Linked DNA regions of Cricetulus griseus: region 2 is linked to region 1. The links are chromatin contacts, called in public Hi-C maps. All regions are on one chromosome and are shown on one strand. Each heading gives the region's core, a stretch centred on a gene start, on an enhancer-like site or on the middle of the called end of the contact. The rest is flanking DNA. Distances are from core to core; before and after follow the strand shown. Region 1 has its middle 55 kb from the start of Atp8b1. Region 2 overlaps Atp8b1 (phospholipid-transporting ATPase IC).

Region 1 (4,946 bases), core at 1,138-3,637:
TTGCCTCACCCCTCACAAAAAATAAATACATATAAAAAGGAAATAGAATGTGTCATGTGTCTCTGCTGTTCAAAACACCATTTAAGGAAAGAGGCAGATATTTGAAGTTTCTGCCATTAGGCACTGCAAAGATAAATTTACAGGAAGGCCTCTGTGCTTAAAGTATGTTGTCTTAACATGCTGGGTACAGGTTCTTTCACCCTGCTGATACCCTCCCTCCAAAAATAAAATTCTGGAGCATGGTTTGTAGAAGTTACCTTCTAGCTAAGTTCATCTTGACTGCCAATTTAGGGTAGGGATTGACTGTGCTTTGTGTGGCCTCTATAACTTCCATTGTTGAGAATATATTAACTTAAATGCTGCCTGGGGTTAGTAGAGTGAATTCAGGTGGTTTCATTCCCTTTTAAGATCATCTTGCATCCTTAAATTTTTACCTTGTAGAAAAAAAGAGCTATTCTCAAAAATAATTTCAGTACAACTGAGCTGGTTCTGCCAATACAGTCCCCTTGTAGGTACATAGTGATGTACAAAGGGAAAACAGAAACAGTAGCTAGAGTAGATTTACCAAAGCAGGAACTGGAAAGAGTTACCACTCCTTATTCTTTATTTTACATGCATGGGTTTCTCGCCTGCCAACACGCCTGTGTACCAAGTATGTTCAGTGCCATGAAGCCATAAGAGGGCACCAGATTGCCTGAACCAGAGTTATGGACAGTTGTGAGCTACCATTTAGGTGCTGGGAATTTAACCAGGGTCTTCGGAAAACAGCCAGTGCTCTTAAACACAGAGCCATCTCTCCAGCCCCGCCTCTTTCCATTTTGAATAAAGCCTAGCCACTTCATGTTGGCTCAGCCTGAATTTATTTTCCATGTTGAAGTCAAGGGTGTACTTTCTTCTAAGTCAAAGTCTCTAAGAGATTAAGGGAACCCTTCAAGCTGTTGTGGGCAATGGAGTAGAGATAGGCAGATTTCAAAATTAATCCTTGTTATGTACATGAGATGCTTACAGTAGTTGACCAAATGCACTGAAATGGTTCTGTTAGAGAGGATAAGAGCCCGATTTCAAGGTTAGGACTCCTTCATCAGCAACATCAGCTCCAACACCCTCCTTCCCAAGGCATAAAGGCTTACAGGAGGAAAACCGCACCTTCAGGCATTCTGTCCCTTTTCTGATGGTTTCCAGACAAGACACATTTTTATTCATTGTCTCATCTAGGTTGAAAGTCTTTCCGTTCTCCCCTCCCCCCAAAAAGCTTACAGTAATTGTCAATGGCATCAGAGAAACTCCATACTGCCATCAGCAACTTGAGGAATTCCTCTTTAGGTAAAGTTGGGTCCTTGACTATACGGCCATGAATCCAGCAAGACTAGTGAGTGTATTAAGTACAGATAAGTTCATATTTAAGAGCGCGAGATGAGGAAGAGGGAGCCGCCCAGTGACCGACATGGGTTCCTCCCCTATGCTTTATATACATGAGTCTATAGTTGGTTTTTGTTTTGTCACATTGCCCAAAGGATGTAATTTACACCAGGACGGAAAGATTAAAGTTTTAAATTAAATAAAAAACACAAGCTGGCTTATTGTTCTTACATTGCAGAATTATTTTACAAACGAAATTGTAAGGTGGTTTTATGAGGTTCATTGTTTAGTTTTAGGGATGAGAGGAGAGTACCGAGGGCTAACAGTTAACAGGCAAGTGCTCTATCCGGTTACCTTTTAAATACTTCTGTAGGCCTTTGCTTAAGCTCTGAGAGCCTAAGAGATGCAGCTGTAAGGAACAGCACCTCACATACTGCCTGGGAGGTGCAATCCATACTTCAAACAGCCGCCAGCAACCTTGCACGCAGGTCTGAATCTTGCAACCTTAACACAGTTAGCCTGTTACACCATCGCTCCTTCGGGTCCCAAGATCCTAAACTATGTGCGACTACTCAGCAGAAAGTGAGCTTGTTGCAATTACAGATTCTCGAAGTCTTAGAAGTCTTAGCGGCGTCTGTTAACGCCTCCTCTAGTGACTGATCCCGAAACGTGACTTGGCCGGGAGCAAATGCGGCTCCTCTTACCGAAGGAGTTCAGGTCCCCGGCTCTCACTAACCCCGCCAGCTTTCCGGGCTGGCATGGTCACCTACCCCGGCCTGCAGCCAAGCTCACAGTGGACGCGAGGCTGGTTGGGGGCGCGACTTGTAAAGCAGAAAGCAGGAGTGCCCTGGGAGCCAACTGCAGCCGAATAGGCGGGGTCACAGGATAGACTTAAGATCGGTCACGGTCAGGGGTGGCCACCTGCCTCTGGGGCGCTAGGACCTCGATCTAGAGCAGGGCTACGTAAGACAGCCGCAGGCCTGGCCACCCAGCACCTCTCCGCCCGCGGGGAGGGATCGAGGGAGGGCAGACGGCGGGGCCCGCCCCCGGCCCCAGCTCCAGCTTGGTCCCCAAGTCGTGCGCGGCCACGGCCGCTGCTAGGGGGAGGCGAGAAGCTCCTCCCTGGAGCAGAGAAACCAGTTTGTCCGGTCCGACAGAGCGGAGGGAAAAGGGCGGCCGCTGAGGAAGGGCGCACTGACGCGGGGCGGGTGAAGGCGGGGAGCCCTTGGCGAGCCACGAGAGCCGGAGGAGTCGCGGCCAACTGGACAGGCTTCCCGGGGCCCCCGGCCAGCCCCTGTGTGCCATGCAGCGCTAGCGCAGCCGCAGCGCTGGGGCCAGGCGGGAGGCGGCCAGGTGCGCACGAGCCTTGGAGCGGCGCGCACCCCGCGGATGCCCCAACCGGGGCCCAGTGAACACTAGGTAAGAGGGGTGAGGCGCTGGTGTTCCCCCGACCTCCGGGATCAACTAGCCGGGCAGGGTCACCTGGCTCCTTTGGTGGTCCACGGGCTAGTGAATTCTAAACATCCGCGATGCGGTGACAGCAGCTGTCCGAGTCCCCAGGCTCCGGAGCCTGGACAAGTGTTATTTGGAGGGTGGGGGGGTGGTGGTACCGGAAGCTTCTGCCCCCGCCACGGTCCACGGTTGGCTAAGAACAAACTGAGCGATGATTCTCAGGTCTTTAGGGTTTTCACCTGTTGGGGGAGGGATCTCCCGGGAGCTGTTTGGGTATTATATTTTTCATTGGTTTGGGACACACATGTCCAGAGTTAAGATCCCAGAGTTAAGCCAAGATTGGGAATCTTTGAAGAGTGTTGCTGTCTGTCATGCGAGGACCACCGCCCTTCTGGGAATCTTCCACTGACAGGTTTGGGGCAAAGGCGATCCAGTGCGCCCGAAAATGACCTTAGGGAGGAGTGTTTCTGGCCGAGGCGCACCTGCTGGGAAGGATGGAAGGTTGAGACCCATTGCCTCCCAACCTCCTTCTGTGCGCATCAGTGGAGTGGGGGGAGAGGGGCGGAATAGGGAAAACAGTTTTCCGGGTGACTGTAGGGTCGTGCCCACTAACTCCAACGCAGCGCCGTCATCTGGCTGTCCTTAATCTCCCGTTTGATGTCTGGAGCTGTCACTTCTTGATGGCTGTTGAAGGAAAACGCGGCCGGCGGCGGGAGATGTGGCATGGAACAGGGCCGGGGCTTTAAATCATCTCTTGGCTAACTCTGTCAGTCCAAAGCAAAAGAAATGTCTGGCCAGCTCCTCCAAGAGAGTGGTAGCGTGTATGTCTCTGCCCCTGGAGGCTTTGAATACAGATCTTGCCGGGACGGGGGTGGGTGAGCATCAGGGTTCCAAATAGGGATGGAGAATTATCACAAGATAGCGAAAGACTCTATTTGAGTCTGGGCTACTTCATGAGACCCCTTTGCCTGCAGTCAGTGCTTTAAGCGCTGTTCTTCTAGACCTTCTCTGGTGGCTACCTCTGTGGTGTCCCCCATCCTCCTCAATTTGCCCACTCTGTTGGAGTGAAGAACTGCTTCACTCCCATCTTTCTAGTTTCGATGCTTTCGAAATTTCTCCCCTTAACCCTAGAAGATTAAACCAGATAACACCAATGAAGTACCTGAAGACACCCTCCCCTTAACCCTAGAAGATTAAACCAGATAACACCAATGAAGTACCTGAAGACACCAGGCACTCCTTGGCCGCAGGGGAAGGCTAACTGCCTCGAGGAAGAGAAGCTATAAAGGATGTATGTTTCAAGGTCTCCAAGATAGTAAATAGAGATCCATATCTAAAGAGAAAAGCCATACAAAATATGAGGCCAAAGCTCTGGCTTCCATTCGTCTAAGCAGTACCCTTGTGTTGGGTCTAAAGTGCCATTCATTACTCCGTCTTTTGTTAATACCTTATTAAACTCTATTATAAATGCATAGACTGTGCAAAGGATGAGTGGTTATTAGCTGATTAATTTCTGGGAAGCAGTCACACCTGCCTACAATTACTCCTCTGAAGCTGCTAATGGTTTTATATAGAGACTTCCTTGTTCTTTTGAGTGAGATCCATAACCGCTGTGTTCATTTACCATCTTCGAATGGCTGCACTTGGATAATTTTCACTGGTTCTCTGTGTAGGGCCCCAAAGAGGGACCAAAGGACCCATGTGGCTTACCAGCCAACACATCCGGCATCCATGTCAGCTCCACGTATGCCACCTTCACACTCTCCTTGTGATTTTTATTTTAAGGACAATTCACACCCAAGTTTGCTTGTTATCTCTTCCTAGTAGGGGACTCCGGGGAATTTTCTTTTTCTGTTTAATATCCTGATTTAAAACAGTGATTTCCGGGAGCAGATGGTTTAGTGAAAACAAGTCTTCGGATGTAAGCCAAGTTCAGGGCCAGCTCCATGTTAGTCTCACTTCAGGTGTTGGGAACCAGGAGTCCAACACCTGGGCTGCAGAGTTCTGTCTTTCCCATCCTGTTTCTCCTCTTCCCCCCTGCTTTAAGGCATGGAGTATTAGGAAATACATGGTTTTAGAGTCCAGCAGATTTCAAGTATCTCATGAATTATGTCGCCAGTTTGCTCTTCTATTAA
Region 2 (4,992 bases), core at 1,653-4,152, 110 kb after region 1:
TTACCTTCACACATGTGCCAACCCCCACACACACAAAACCACAAACACTCACATGCACTCACACTGCATACACACACTCACACATGCGCATGTACTCACATGCAAACACTTGGGATGATGATAACAACTTGTTAAGAGAATAATATATAGAAAGGGTAGAGTGGAGTTGAGGTATTAAAAGTAATCCGACCATTGGCTAATATGTTTCCTGCACTCTCCTAGAAATGGAGAAAATGCCGCCTGCTTTTGCCCCTACCAAAAATTCCACACTCTCTTGGAGGTTGCCCTTACCCATCTTGTGCCTGAAGATGTCTCACATGAGCTGAATGAGTGTTGCCTCTTCTTGGCCTTAGACCCTGAGAATACACATGAATTAAGAGAGATGAAATAGAGGCAGGAAGCCTTAGGAAGTAATCAGTTTTGAGGAATTATGAAGGCGTGTTTACTAGTGAGTCATTAGACTGCATTTGGGATTTCATGAAAATTGAGGTGCCGGCAACCTACCTGGAGCCATACCCCTGAAGAAAACTTACTCCCCAACTCCCATCAGCCATCAACCAGGTGGCAATAGCTCCTTGAGTTGAGGTGAGACCTCATCAGCCCCTCCCTCACCCATAGAATTACCGACTGCCCTCGTCTTGTACAGGTCTTATGCAGGTGACCATGGCTGCTGTAAGTCCATGCCTGTAACAGCCATGTTGTGTCTTGAAGGCAGCATTTCACAGAACTCCTGCCCATCCTCCAGCTCTTACATTCTTCCTGCCTCAACTGTCCTGAGGGTATCACTATAGATGTCCCAATATAGATGTCCCGCTTAGAGCTGGGCATTCAGTGGTCACTTATTCTCAGCACTGTAGCCAGTTTTGAGTGTCTGCATCAACAGCTGCCCACTGCAAAACAAAACCAAAAATGCCTCTGACCAAGGTTGAGACAGCACCAAACTATGGGAATGAACATAAATTGTCCAGAAGGCAATGTGACAACATGATCTTTTGGCAAAACAACAGCACTAGGTTTTTGTTTGGATTTTAGGGGGAAACAGTGTTGCCTTAGTTCATCCGTCCTCAGTTACCCTGTGAACTCTGTCTGTGTTGGTTTTCACACACTTCTCCATGGCAAAGTTAAAGGACTGCAGACAGGGGCCTAAGAGAGTGCCTCTTCTTTGGGTCTTGGCAGCCTACTGGGAATCTCAACATTTCTCTCTGTTGCTTGGTCAGAGACAAAGGAGGCCATGGTTTGGTAGGAAAGCATTTTGGCAACCACAACTGGTTGTACACACTGTTTATGTGTTTTGAAAAGAGTTATAAATCACTGAATGAGAGCAATTTTTCTTCCTTTCCTCCGATGCCCTCCCATACCCTCCCATACCCTCCCATGCCCTCCCATGCCCTCCCATCCCTCCCATACCTTCCCATGCCCTCCCATAGCCTCCTCTCCCCTTCTTGCTATTAGAGCCACAAAGTATAATTGAAAACATGGGCCTGGACAATTTCCTTTAATTATGTTTTCAATTTTTCATACTTTGGGCTCAAAATTGGGACCAGATTTTAGAGGCTTCTTTCTATTTGGAAACTGTAGCCTGTGAAGTTACTTCTTGAGGTTGGAGTGATGGTGTGTTCTCCAACACATTTTCTCTAAAACACTTCACTGTCAATGTTTACATTAATTTTTAAGACCTGGACAAAATTACAGATTTTCTAACTTGAAAATGTGTTTAATGACTATTAAATGGATTAACAAAGTTCTGGAAACCTTTTCCTCTGCTGTGTGTGTGTGTGTGTGTGTGTCTTAAAACTACAAGTGGGCCTTTGAAAACTGAAGGAAGCATCAGTTAAAATTATTTTGATTAGGAATGTTAGAAGACAAAGCTGGCTTGAGAAAAAAATCATTTAAAAGGATATAAAGGAGTTGAGAATGTAAGTCAGTTTGTAGATTCCTTGTCTATCATGTACAAGGTCCTGGGTGACACCCACAGCACCACATAAACCTGACATGGTAGAACAGAACTCCACCAGGTGGTGGAGGCAGAGGATTGGGAGTTCAAAGCCATCCTTAGCTACAAAGTGAGTTTGAGACTAGCATATGAGCTACATGGGACAAAATCTGAAAATAAAATCAATTAAAACAAACAAACAAAAATGTTTAAAGAAGTCTCACCCTGGCTAAAAAGCCAGGCTTCAGAAAGACATTGGAATCAGGACCTACAATTATATGGGGAGCCCAGTGCCTGTCAGTCTGCCTGCCTGCCTGTCTTTCTTGCTCTCTTAGAAACCTTCAGAAAAAAATAAATCCATTCCACACTGAGATAATTTACATGGTATTTCTAGACACTAGCACACCTCTGTGCTAATTCCAGGATCCCAAAGAGAGAAAAGTTCACTAGGAGAGCTTCTAACTTTTAGGTCCCTCTGAAGAGTTTCTCAATCAAGAAGCCTCTGTGGTTGTCTATCAATATCTGGGCAGCTGAAAAATGGATACAAACTCTACTACAAAAATGTCAAAAAGGGGGGCTGCAGAGGTGGTTCAACGGTTAAGAGCAGTGGCTGTTCTTCCAGAGAACCTGGGTTCAATTCCCAGCACCCACGAGGCAGCTAACAAATGCATGTGACTCTAGTTCCAGGGGATCTGATGCCGTCACACCATTGCACATAAAATAAAGTTAAATAATTTTTTTAAAAAAAATGTCAAAAAGGGAAGGCAATTGTAAGCTCCAGGTCACCTCAGTTTCCAAGTCATGAGTGGATGTAAACTGTGGGCCTGCAGTCCCAATGAAACCAACTACAGCAGTCTGGGAAGGTATACCTATTTGCTTTCCTGCCTTCTGTACTTACAACAAAGGGAGAATGGAGGTTGATAGGGCTAGTTTTGCATATCTACCATAAGTGACATGCAGCTGACTCATCTGGGGCCCATAAGGGTGCCTGGGGCTCACCCTGTGGGTGGAAGAGATGACTGATGTATTGGGCAGATAATCCAAATGGAATTCACCACCCACCTGAGATCCTATCACAAGTATTTATGGAGTCCCATTTGTGGGTCTAGCACACTTGTCCCTCTGACTTTGAATTGAATCAGGAGCTGGAGGTGGGGGATGGTTTGCAAGAGCTTTTGTTTTGATTTTGCTGAGGAAAGTCTTCAGTCGCTCAATGCCTTGACTTAAAAGCAGTGTCTGACCTATCGTTTCTTTCCCTCTGCCCCATAGCTGCCCACATTGGTGTTGGAATAAGTGGACAAGAAGGAATGCAAGCTGTCATGTCCAGTGACTATTCTTTTGCTCAGTTCAGATATCTGCAGAGGTTGCTGCTGGTCCATGGCCGGTGGTCTTACATAAGGATGTGCAAGTTCCTACGATACTTCTTTTACAAGAACTTTGCGTTTACTTTAGTGCATTTTTGGTACTCCTTCTTCAATGGCTACTCGGCACAGGTAATAGAACATTAGTCCTTTAAAACTATTTGTTCAGTAGAACTTCTGCATAAATAAAATGCTAGTTCTTTTAAACATTTTATTGGTTGATTGTAAGTGCATCTCTGTAGGTGCGTATGTACCACAGTGCACATTGAGAGGTCAGAAAAACGACTCTGTAGAGTCAGTTCTCTCCTCCTATCTTTACTTGGTCTCCAGGGGTCAAACTTTGGTCACCAGACTTTTGTGGCAAGGGTCTTTGTCTGCTGATCCACCTTGCCAGTCCTCCTGAACTAGTTTTATTTTAGTATTCTTTTTCAAGTATTAAAAAAGTTTTAAATATTCCAATCGAGTTTCAAAATTATAATTCACTAACAAGAAAGTACATAACTGGTGAACATGACTGGAGAAATGTCTCAAGGCTAAGAGTACACACTATTCTTACTGAAGACCAGAATTTGGTTCCCAATACTCTTGTCAGGCGGCTCACACTACCTGTAACTCCCATTCCAGAGGACCCAAAGCCCTCTTCTGGTATTTGTGAGAATCTACACTCATGTGCACATACCCACCCACACTCATAAGCACACACATAACACATAATTTAAAGCTATAAAAAATTAATGAACACTGATTTTTCTAGTATTATCTGTCAGAATAGAGTCCTATTCTGACTAAAGCAAAGGCTTTAGCAAAACCTTTGGTAGTGTTCCCATGCACACATTTAAGGAAAGGGTTGGAGAAGATTGATGCTATGGAAAGCTCTGTGGTGCTACCCACTGCATAGACAAGCTCACATTTTGTACATGAGTAGCTGAGGAGTGCTTTCTCTTCAGAATAGCGTTCCTACTTGTCAAGGGACAATCCTGTATGGAGAAAGCAGACCTGCAATCTGTCTTTGTGCATGACACAGAGCCTCTGTCCTCCCTTTGCAGACGGCGTATGAGGACTGGTTTATCACCCTATACAATGTGCTGTACTCCAGTTTGCCTGTACTCCTCATGGGGCTGCTTGACCAGGTAGGAGCTGTGGGCTGGGGTGCTCTGAACAAACCCATCCACCTCCAGGGAGATGACAGCAAACACATCAGTACATTCTACCAGCTTTACTCATCCTGAGTCTGCCCTAGTCCACCTGTCAAACAACAATAACTGCTTCATGTTCTTTCAGGAAAAGAGTTTCTGTAACTCATCATTAGCAAGAGTGCTTATATGTTCCTTGCAGACATCTGGCTGTTCAGACTCCTGACAATCCAGCATGTTTTATACAACTTATTGATTTAAAAATCAATAACCTTTGATTAACTTAGCAATGTTAATTAACAATAATAACTTGTTGATTTAAAAAGTAAATTTTAACACTTTCCAAAGTTGGTATATTTAATTCCTAAATCACATTTTGAAGGACAAGCCAGTCTTAGGAAATGAATAACTAATAATAAATAAATGGGGGTAATTAAGGGTTAGTTTATCAATTTCTATGTGAGTATTCTTCCTCTAGATCTGTAATAATACAAATTCATTATCTCAGGAGGTTAAAAATAATCTCCACATATTTTTTGCCATTACTAATTGATTGTCTTTGCTA

What was found. Hi-C and Micro-C count contacts between places; a contact is called where the count stands out from the background.
Region 2: a Hi-C map of the CHK-Q cell line shows a contact between it and region 1, with 5 times the contacts expected there. The contact joins two enhancer-like sites. A contact is called at or near these places in 2 of 8 Hi-C or Micro-C datasets (the CHK-Q cell line and liver).

The regions. Positions count from the first base shown.
Region 1 is chr2:174,599,549-174,604,494 of CriGri-PICRH-1.0, forward strand. No RefSeq gene overlaps it. Among named protein-coding and RNA genes, the nearest start is that of Atp8b1, 55 kb to the right of the region's middle. Within about 2 kb of position 2,388, at least 5 of the 6 cell types and tissues checked have open chromatin away from gene starts, as enhancers often do.
Region 2 is chr2:174,706,144-174,711,135 of CriGri-PICRH-1.0, forward strand. Atp8b1 (phospholipid-transporting ATPase IC) reads left to right here. Exons shown (of 27, transcript XM_035440120.1): 22 at 3,203-3,426; 23 at 4,341-4,424. Among named protein-coding and RNA genes, the nearest start is that of Nars1, 21 kb to the right of the region's middle. Within about 2 kb of position 2,903, at least 1 of the 6 cell types and tissues checked has open chromatin away from gene starts, as enhancers often do.